2 separate regions of the Ovis aries genome follow, and region 1 is linked to region 2. A link is a contact called in public Hi-C data. All regions are on one chromosome and are shown on one strand. Each heading gives the region's core, a stretch centred on a gene start, on an enhancer-like site or on the middle of the called end of the contact. The rest is flanking DNA. Distances are from core to core; before and after follow the strand shown.

Region 1 (4,845 bases), core at 895-3,394, 84 kb before region 2:
CAGCAGAAAGACATAACCCCAGGGAACAGCGTCCCTCGAACCCCTATTGCACCAGCAGCTGGGGGGCATACAGGGTCAAGTCAGCGGGTCCCAAGTGAGCCAAGACTGGCTCCTCACAGGCTCCCAGGTGCTGGTCCAGGGACCATGCTTGGGCCGGTGAGCCCATGCATGGGTCAGCCCTTCAAGGATCTCCATGGCACAGCTGGGTTGATGGGGAAATGGCCAGCATCCTCACACCAGGCACACACGAGCAGGGAGTCTGAGTGCCCTGGAGAAGGGCGGGGGTTGCGGGAAGTCAGACTCGGGAGCTGGGACCAGCAGCCTGGAGAACTGGTGGGCAGCAACGCAAGGTCTCTGGGGAGCTCAGTCGATGTAATGAATGACTGCTTCCTCTCTTTCCAGTCAAGAAAACGCAGACAATGAAGTCAACTTAGACATACCTTTAGCCGGAAACAGACCAGTCCAAGAGTGACTTCTGCACAGATTTCAAAGCGGGCGTCCTGGCGCACCAATGCCTCAAATGCATGGGCTAGCTGGACGTGCTGGAAAGGGAAGGGACATCTGTCTGAGTCTTTTGTCACGACTTGTTTCAGAAGTTCACCACCTAGAGAACAGCATCAGACCACGCGTCTGGAACTCATGACTATGCTTTAGCCATTTTCTTCCAGCATTGATGTCACCCATGTCCTGGCTGTCCCCACAGAGGGTGAGAAACTTGCTACCAGGGGAAAGGGGCCACCATCTTCAGAAAAACACCTTTTGTCATCTTCTGTTCAGAGGACTGTGTTCATCACATCTTTTAGAATTTTAGGCCAAACGTTGCCAGGAGGGATTTAAACTTTTCAGAAGAGAGGTCGCGCTAGTGGTAAAGAACACGCCTGCCAATGCGGGAGACGGAAGAGGCCTGGGTTCGGTCCCTGGGATGGGAAGATCTCCGGAGGAGGGTGTGGCAACCACTCCAGTATCGTGCCTGGAGAATCCCACGGACAGAGGAGCCTGGCAGGCTGCAGTTTATAGGGCTGCAAAGAGTCAGTCACAGCTGAGCACAAGCACACACACACTTGAAGAGACAGTGGACAACATCAGCTGGGGAGCCGGGCACTTCCCCGTCCTATCCTGGTGCTGGCCCATGGTGCAGGGGCGTGCTCAGTCGCTTCCGTCGAGTCCAACTCTTTGTGACCCCATGGACTGCAGCCCGCCAGGCTCTTCTGTCCATAGGATTCTCCAGGCAAGGATACTGGAGTACTGGAGTGGATTGCCATTTCTTCCTCCAAGGGATCTTCCTGACTCATGGATCTAACCCGCATCTCTTGCATCTCCTGCATTGACAGGTGGATTCTTTATCATTAGCGCCACCTGGGAAGCCCAATAACACCACAACCGTGCCCATTCTGCAGACCAGGAGACTGAGGCTGGTTCTAACGCAGTTGCCCAGCACCAGAGCTCCCTCTCTGCAGCTGTTTGTTATTCCACAGCATCTGCTGCCACAGTGAGACCCTCGTCAGCCCCAGGCTGCCACCTATCCCCGAACCAGCCTGTACTAAACACGGAGGTGTTTACAGAGACCAAGAGCTGGTTCACACAGTACGTGATCTGAGAACCAGCTCACCCAGGTCTCAGCACCCATGGAGCTCATCCTGAACCCTGGAATCCAGTGTGGGGCTCACTGACAGGTGCCCAGGGAGCATCTGAGCAGAGATCGCATTGCTCAAAGTGTTGGGACAGAAACGTCATTTTTTTTTTTGGAATATAGCTGCTTCACAATGTTGGGTTAGTGTCCGCTGTAAAGCACAGTGAGTCAGCCATATGTGTACATACCTCCTCTCCCTCCGGAGCCCCACTCCCTTGCAGCCCACGCCTCCAGGCCATCGCAGAGCACTGAGCTGAGCTCCCTGGGCTGTGCAGCAGCTCCCCACTAGCTGTCTATTCCACACGTGGTAGTGTGTGTCTCTCCGTCCTAATCTCCCAATTCGTGCCCTCCTCCCCTCTCCCCGCTGTGTCCTCTGTCTGTGTCTCTCTTCCTGCCCTGCAAATAGGTTCCTCTGCGCCGTTTTTCTAGATTCCACATGTATGAGAAACACCACCGTTTCCATGAGGGGTCCCCAGGCGGTGATGAATCTGGCGCCACTAGAGGGCTCCAGAGACTGCTGGCAGGGGATCCCCTCAAGCTGGGTCCTGGAAGCTGGACACCTGCCCGGACGTATCTGGCTCCTAGGAGGGCAGGGTCGGTCCCCCTCAGGGAATCATGAAGCGCCTGCTTCCCGGAGCTTCCAGCAGGAATCACCCTCGTGAGATGAACTACTTGTGCTTCGCCTTCTTTCCCCAGAGCAGCTGAATCCTCATCCAGCTTCTGCGCACAGGCTCCCCACGGGAGAACTCACGGGCCCGCTTCCATGTCCTTTCCCGTCCTCTTCGCACAGAGACGCCCCAGACCCTTTACAGCCCCCCAGCAGCCTCCTGAGCTGCATGGGTGCCGGTGTGCGTGGCGCCGCGGGGCCCGAGCCGCTGCCCGCTCCGCGCGCTCTGCCACAGGGAGGGGCCTGCAGCCATCCGCCCTGCCCGCAGCCGCCCGGCGCCGCCCCCAAAGCGAGCCTCTGCAGGGCTGCCCCGCTCCCCTGCCGCCTGAGGGCCCCCGTCCTCAGGGTGGGGCCGCAGCTGAGGACGCCAGCAGGGAGGACCGGCTGGAACCTGGCAGGCCGTCCACAGCCAGCTAAGTGAGTGGGTCTCCGCGGGCCTGCTTCCTCAGTTGCTTAAAAAAGGAAAAGAGCAGGGTATACATACTGCTATTAGAGCAGGGGATGGCAGCCCCAGTACTCTTGCCTGGAGAATCCCGTGGATGGAGGAGCCTGGCGGGCTGCGGTCCGTGGGGTCGCACAGAGTCGGACACGACTGAGCCACGTTCACTTACGCACACTGCGCTGTGCTGTGCCGAGTCGCTCAGTTTCCCGTGCCCTGCTTGACAACGTCTTACTTCATTTCTCAGGTCTAAGACCTCCCTAACGTCAGCTGGATAAATAATGACAGCAGACTCACCTTGCGGATATAGGCCTGCAGTCCCTTGACTCCGTACATCCTAAAAACAAACCACATCTTCAAAGAGCGGAACCTCCGGCCCAGCGGCAGCTGCCAGTGCTGAAATCAGACACAAGACGGCAGCTCGGTGAGGACTGTGCCAAGGGCTGGCTTCCTTTTCGACTCATGGACTGGCTTGTTTCTCCTGAAGGCAGTTAGTTTTCTGGAGACCGACCCTCTGGCTGCCACAAGGGCGAAGCCGACAGCAGGGGAGTGCGCGGTGCAGCCAGAAGCTCTCTTTACAAAGCTCCGAGATGTCTGCGGAGTGCGCGCAGGGACCAGACCAGTGTCGGGCTCAGATGCCACTGTGAGCAGACGGGGGAGTGTGGCCCTGCCCCTCGAGCCTACAACCCAGGAGGGGCGGGAGGGGAAAGTTCACTGATTTCTCTGCCTACAGGAAACAGGAAGGGCGCTGCAGATCCCCACGCCCTCTGCTGCGCATGCCCCGTGACGCCCATTCTCTAGAGCAACGTGCATCTTCTTCCTGCCTCACAGGCCGCCATGGAACACGTGGGACATCGCGCGAGCCTTCCTGAGTTTTCCTGCGTTTGTCAGCTGCCCGGGTGTGACACTCTCCAGTGGTTGTCAAGGTACCAAAGCGAGCAGGAGTGGACACAGAGGGGACAGGGTGCAGGGACATTTGGGAAGATAAAGATAAAAACATCCTGATTTTTACATGGCCACTTCCTATTGGAGCTTCTAAAGGAGATGAGGGGCACAGGAATTTTCTCTCCATCTTCGTTCTCCGTGGGCAGCCCACAGAGCCCAGAGACGGACTTCCTGCTGGGCATGGGGCAATGCCACTCAGGGGGTTGGGGTGCAGCATGGCTGCACGAGGGGCAGAGCAGGCTTGGGGGGCACTGCTGCTCTAGGGAATGCACCCACGGCCATGGCACCCCACTTCTGAACTGCAGTGAAAGCACCAGTGGTTCTGCAGAAGCTTCTCGAGTTGCAAAGAGAAACACTGGTCCAAGACTGAGGTTCAGAAGCATCCAGCACAGTGTCACTGCTGTTTACAGCGGGCACTGTGTGGATGCACAGGCCATCTCACTTTATCTTCCTAACCGCGCTGCGAACAGGGCTTAGGAGCTCTGTTTTATCCGTGAGAAAGCAGGCATCTGGGAGCTAATGATGCGCCAGGCCAGAGAGCCCCAGTCGTGCCCACTGACGCCCGCTGTCCTCTATGTAGCTGTGCGTTTGCAAGCTGCTGGGGAGTCTTAGTAAAAATTAACCTCACATGCCTTTTTAGAAAACCCACTGTCACCCCACTGAGTAACTAACTAGACACTAACTAACTAGAGCCCAGTGGTCCCTTGCTTACAGGTCGCTGCACTCCCCAGCAGCCTCCAAGAAACTAAAATGTGAGTGAAATGGAACACTGGAAAGGATAGCAAGGGGAAATTGATTCCCATGGCACGGGAGTAAACACGCACGCAGTTGAACGGTGTTTATTCCAGCATCACCCTAAAATGCCGTCACTGCCTCTCTGGGGCCTGAGGCAGGACTGGGCCAGCTTCCCCGGAAGCAGGGCCTGTGCGCCCAGTCTTTCCCCCCAGCCCTGACCAGACGTAAGTCTGGGGAGGAGAGGGCTGGGCTTGTTAGCCACTTTCGCTCCCAGCTCAGAGCAGCCCCACAGCAGCACAGTGGTCCTGCCTAAGGAAGGAGGATCGACACGAGGGCTGCCATCTGTGGCCTTCTGATTCCCCTGACCCTTGTTCTCCCACTGCCCTGGGGACGGTGGCTCAGGCACACAGCCTGAGCGTGGGACCGAGG
Region 2 (5,538 bases), core at 2,843-5,342:
ATCATTCCTTCCAAAGAAATCCCAGGGCTGATCTCCTTCAGAATGGACTGGTTGGATCTCCTTGCAGTCCAAGGGACTCTCAAAAGTCTTCACCAACACCACAGTTCAAAAGCATCAATTCTTTGGCACTCTGCCTTCTTCACAGTCCAACTCTCACAGCCATACATGACCACAGGGAAAACCATAGCCTTGACTAGATGGACCTTTGTTGGCAAAGTAATGTATCTGCTTTTGAATAGGCTATCTATGTTGGTCATAACTTTTCTTCCAAGGAGTAAGCGTCTTTTAATTTCATGGCTGCAGTCACCATCTGCAGTGATTTTGGAGCCCCCCAAAATAAAGTCTGACACTGTTTCCAGTTTCCCCATCTATTTCCCATGAAGTGATGGGACCAGATGCCATGATCTTCGTTTTCTGAATGTTGAGCTTTAAGCCAACTTTTTCACTCTCCTCTATTACTTTCGTCAAGAGGCTTTTTAGTTCCTCTTCACTTTCTGCCATAAGGGTGGTGTCATCTGCATATCTGAGGTTATTGATATTTCTCCCGGCAATCTTGATTCCAGCTGGTACTTCTTCCAGCCCAGCGTTTCTCATGATGTACTCCGCATATAAGTTAAATAAGCAGGGTGACAATATACAGTCTAAATTTAGATAATTTAAGTCTAAATTTGGCAATAAGGAGTTCATGATCTGAGCCACAGTCAGCTCCTGGTCTTGTTTTTGCTGGCTGTATAGAGCTTCTCCATCTTTGGCTGCAAAGAATATAATCAATCTGATTTCGGTGTAGACCATCTGGTGATGTCCATGTGTAGAGTCTTCTCTTGTGCTGTTCGAAGAAGGTGTTTGCTATGACTAGTGCGTTCTCTTGGCAAAACTCTATTAGTCTTTGCCCTGCTTCGTTCCATATTCTAAGGGCAAATTTGCCTGTTACTCCAGGTGTTTCTTGACTTCTCACTTTTGCATTCCAGTCCCCTATAATGAAAAGGACATCTTTTTTGGGTGTTAGTTCTAAAAGGTCTTGTAGGTCTTCATAGAACCGTTCAACTTCAGCTTCTTCGGCGTTACTGGTTGGGGCATAAACTTGGATTACCGTGATATTGAATGGTTTGCCTTGGAGACGAACAGAGATCATTCTGTCGTTTTTGAGATTGCATCCAAGTACTGCATTGCAGACTCTTTTGTTGACCATGATGGCTACTCCATTTCTTCTAAGGGATTCCTGCCCGCAGTAGTCATCTAAGTTAAGTTTACCCATTCCAGTCCATTTTAGTTCGCTGGTTCCTAGAATGTCGACATTCGCTCTTGCCATCTCCTGTTTGACCACTTCCAATTTGCCTTGATTCATGGACCTGACATTCCAGGTTCCTATGCAATATTGCTCTTTACAGCATCGGACCTTGCTTCTGTCACCAGTCACATCCACAGCTGGGTATTGTTTTTGCTTTGGCTCCATCCCTTCAGTCTTTCTGGAGTCATTTCTCCAATGATCTCCAGTAGCATATTGGGCACCTACTGACCTGGAAATTTCCTCTTTCAGTATCCTATCATTTTGACTTTTCATACTGTTCGTGGGGTTCTCAAGGCAAGAATACTGAAGTGGTTTGCCATTCCCTTCTCCAGTGGACCACATTCTGTCAGACCTCTCCACCATGACCCGTCCATCTTGGGTGGCCCCACATGGCATGGCTTATTTTCATTGAGTTAGACAAGGCTGTGGTCCATGTGATCAGATTGACTAGTTTTCTGTGATTATGGTTTCAGTGTGTCTGCCCTCTGATGCCCTCTCGCAACACCTACTGTCTTACTTGGGTTTCTCTTACCTTGGATGAAGGGTATCTCCTCACAGCTGCCCCTCCTGACCTTGAACGTGGAGTACCTCCTCTCGGCTACTTATTTCCAAGCATTATTTAATTTTTGTTACATTTTAAATTTGAATCATGAGTTAAATAGTAGCTTCCTCCAAATTTTCAGACATGCACAGCAATTTTTACTTATTTTTTTGTTTAGTTGTAATTTAGTTAACTTGAACTGTGGTTGGAAAGCAACTGGTATTTTAGCAATTCTCTGACCAACACTGAAACTTGCCTTACAGCCTGCTATGAATACATCCTGAATTTTTGTAAACATTTCATGTACTCTTGAGAAGAAAGTGTGTTTTCTAATATTGGGTGGAGGGTTATTCTAATCATTGGGTAGATGGTACATCCAATAAGCCAAGACTATTACTTGCTGACATATTTTAAATCTTTACTAATGTTCTTGTTAGCTTGTTCTATCGTCCAACTCACTGTCATTGCTGAAGATGTGTTGAAATCTGTTATGGTGGTGAATTTGCTGATTTCTCCCCATAGTTGTGCCAAAACTTGCTTAATATATTTAAGACTTTTCCATTAGGTCTACATGTGTTTAGAACTATATTACTTCTTGGTGGACTGAACCTTTTATCATTTTATAAAGTCATGCTACTTAATAGATTACTTAATAGATTAATGTTAATGACCTTGTTGTAAAGTGAACTACCCCTGTTCTTCCTCAGTCATCGGAGGCCCAGGTGCAGTGAAACTCAGGGCTTTATTATGATTTAAATTTTAAGCAGCACCAACATTTTCCTGGTTTCAGAATGTCATCAATCCATTCTGAGTGAAGTTCTCTGGGGTATGTCTGTCCCAAGCCTTCATACAAGTGAGCCCAAAGGGCAGGGGTGAACTCCTTCAGATCTGTCATCTGGCCCCATCACAAGGGATCGCTAGGTGATGGAGAGCATCCTGAGGTCCTCAGAAGATGGCCTTCAGGACCTCTCCTAAGAGATCCTCAAGGACTGGGAGCACCGGTCCCCCTAGGCCAGGTACGGGGGGACTTCCCAAGAAGACCATGCCCACGTGTCCTCACCCACTGTGGAGCCCGGAGCCTCCCACTTCTTATTCAGCCCTGCACGTTCCACCTCCCAGCTGTGCCCTGAATTTCCTCCTCCCACTTTTTCCATTCCCACCACAACCCCTCAACAGCCCCGCATCTCCCATCCAGAACCTCCAGACCATGCTCCTTGATCTCTAAGCAGCTCCTATTAACTCTTCCTGGGGTGCTGACTACAAGCCCCAGGCTTTGTAGGTACTTTCAAAAGGCACCACTTTCCCAGAGTAGCAAGACAGAAAGCTTCAGATGGTACAAGAAAGGGCTTGGCCCTAGTCCTTGGTCATGAGTTCCGAGGTCTTGGACCACGTCTCACTTCCTCCGTCTCAGTTTTCTCCCTTGTGAAATGAGGATATGACTGGGGACCAAGTATGTGACTCTCAGCACACACAAACACCCAGAAGTAGTTGTTTTAACTCCAGCTGGATGGAGAAGCAAAGGTTTCTCCTCCAGAATTGTATCTCCCGATGGGATTATAGTGAGCCTGCTAGGTTGGCAGGGAAGATCCTTCAGTTCTCTCAAATCCCACTGCACAGTTAGCTTCTGAATCTGCCTCTGAGGAGGCTACACCACACGCCATGAAGGGACAGCCTTGCAGAGTCACAGTTGTTAGAAATGTAAGGGAAAAGTTAATATTTACTCAGCATCTCCGATATGCCGAGTGTTTCCCATGCATTATGAGAACCAGTGCTCCCCCCCAACCTGACAAGGTAGGGACAGTTAAAATCGCCATTTTAGAGAAGAAGAGACAGGGCTCGGAGCCCCAGACCCCATGGGTGGCACGCAGCAGAGAGCAGAGGAGTCCACGTGTGTCCTGTGCTCACTGTCAGCGGGCTTCCGGAGGTGGCACCCCGCATCTGCCTCATCACACGGGTGGGCGCATGCCCCCGTGAGCACCAGCATTGTTACCTCAGCACCCCTAGGCTCACGCTGCCCCTGTGAGCTCCAGTTTCCCAAGCCAGCTGAGCTTTACGCCAAAGCCCAGCAGTGAGGCGGCAGAGTAAAGCCACAGGGCTTGCCATTTCCAACAGTTGTAATCAAGTTAGAAAGCAGGACTTACTTGCTGGGAATTCTGGCCCTGTTGGGTCTCCACTCCTGTCTGAGACTTGCCAGCTTTGGGGGTTGGGGAGAACGTGCAGGAGCAGCTGGGGAGCTGGGCGGAAGCCCTGCAGCCTTCTCACTGCTTCAGATTCACAAGCCCTTGCCTTTTCAGAGTCATACGCTGGTTAAACATTAATTTCTCATAGTGATAAAGGTCAAGGAAATCTCGAGAAATCTCTGGGGAACTTGAGAAACGATTCTTCACTCAGAATACATACACATTTACTTCTGATTCCTTTTAGTATTTTATCATTTTAGATATTTATCTTTAGAACTTTCCTCCATCTGAAATTTATTTTAAGGTAAGTCATAGGATAAAGTTCTGATTTGTTTTTCCCCCATAGAATAAGCTAATCCTTCCAACATGATTTTTGAAAAATATTTCTGTTTCTTGAGCTTGTTGTCTTGGTCCCATGAAATTGTTGTTTCATTTCTGTGCCAGGGCTACAGTGTATAAACTTTGCCTCTTTCCTTTTAAAAATATTTTTGTTATTTTTAATTTTTTAAATTGGAGTATAGTTGATTTACAATGTTGGGTTAATTTCAGGCATATATACAAATGCATCACTTTCTAGTGCATTTGGATTCTTGGAAGGCAAGAAATCCCTTATCATTTTTCTTAAAAAAGAATCCTGGCTGCTTTCATATATATTTCTTTCAAGAGGAACTTTAAAATCATTTTAAAATGTTCCTACATTCAAATATTTTGCTGAGGTCTGGGTTGCAAGCACATTGATGGAGTTAAATTGTGAGGCTCTGACCTTTGGGAAGGGAGTTTTCCCTTCTATAGCCCCATCATCTCACTCCAGGGACATTCTTGTCTTAGTTTGGGTTCGTCCAAAGCTGCCGTAAGACACAGATGGAGTGCAAGTTGTTTATTTTGTTAGTTGTTATTTTGTTAGGCAGCACCGGGCACATTTCCAAGCCACTTACCCCTGTGGTGGCCAGGTGGGCAGGGCCCACACCGCAGAACTGAAGGAGGTAGGACAGACTGCCTGCCTGTCAAGGCTGGTAATTCCCCTGCCCAGCTCTCACTCAGGCACAGCAAGCTCTGGTGCCGAGGGGCAGCCTTGGGCAGAGTCACCGGACCTGTCAGCTGTGTGCGCAAAAGTGATGAGTCATGGACAGCCTCTGCCAAGGCTCCTTAACTAAGCCCTGTGTCCATAGGTCAGTGTTGGAGGCTCACTGATGCTGGAGTGGGAATTCTAGGTACTTTTATTTACCATGTGGACTGGAACTTTTCTACAGAACACGTTTTCAACTGAATGCAGCTTGGAGTTAAAGAATCCCTTCTGGTGTTGTCGTGTGTAGACCTCACTGGGGAGAGGTTTCTGGGTAGATCTTCCAGGCAGACGCAGTAAAGCTGCCCCCAATCCATGATCTTAAGAAGACTTTTCCTCTCCCAGTGACAGTCATGCCTTGGTTACACTGAGCAACTCTCTACAGGGTCAAAGCCACACCATCTGGTCTGGAGACACCTGTGCATGCGCGCTAAGCTGCTTCATCTGTGTCCAACTGTTTGTGACC

The links. Hi-C and Micro-C count contacts between places; a contact is called where the count stands out from the background.
Region 1: a Hi-C map of hypothalamus shows a contact between it and region 2, with 2.4 times the contacts expected there. The contact joins the enhancer-like site here to the promoter of DDC in region 2. A contact is called at or near these places in 2 of 16 Hi-C or Micro-C datasets (hypothalamus and muscle).

Annotation. Positions count from the first base shown.
Region 1 is chr4:6,212,495-6,217,339 of ARS-UI_Ramb_v3.0, reverse strand. It overlaps DDC (dopa decarboxylase), which reads right to left. Exons shown (of 14, transcript XM_042248334.2): 11 at 3,034-3,132; 12 at 441-542. Among named protein-coding and RNA genes, the nearest start is that of FIGNL1, 22 kb to the left of the region's middle. Within about 2 kb of position 2,144, at least 10 of the 54 cell types and tissues checked have an H3K27ac peak or open chromatin away from gene starts, as enhancers often do. A contact at or near this core is called in hypothalamus, where this site is marked.
Region 2 is chr4:6,129,616-6,135,153 of ARS-UI_Ramb_v3.0, reverse strand. DDC (dopa decarboxylase) reads right to left here and starts at 4,092. Exons shown (of 14, transcript XM_042248334.2): 1 at 3,971-4,092.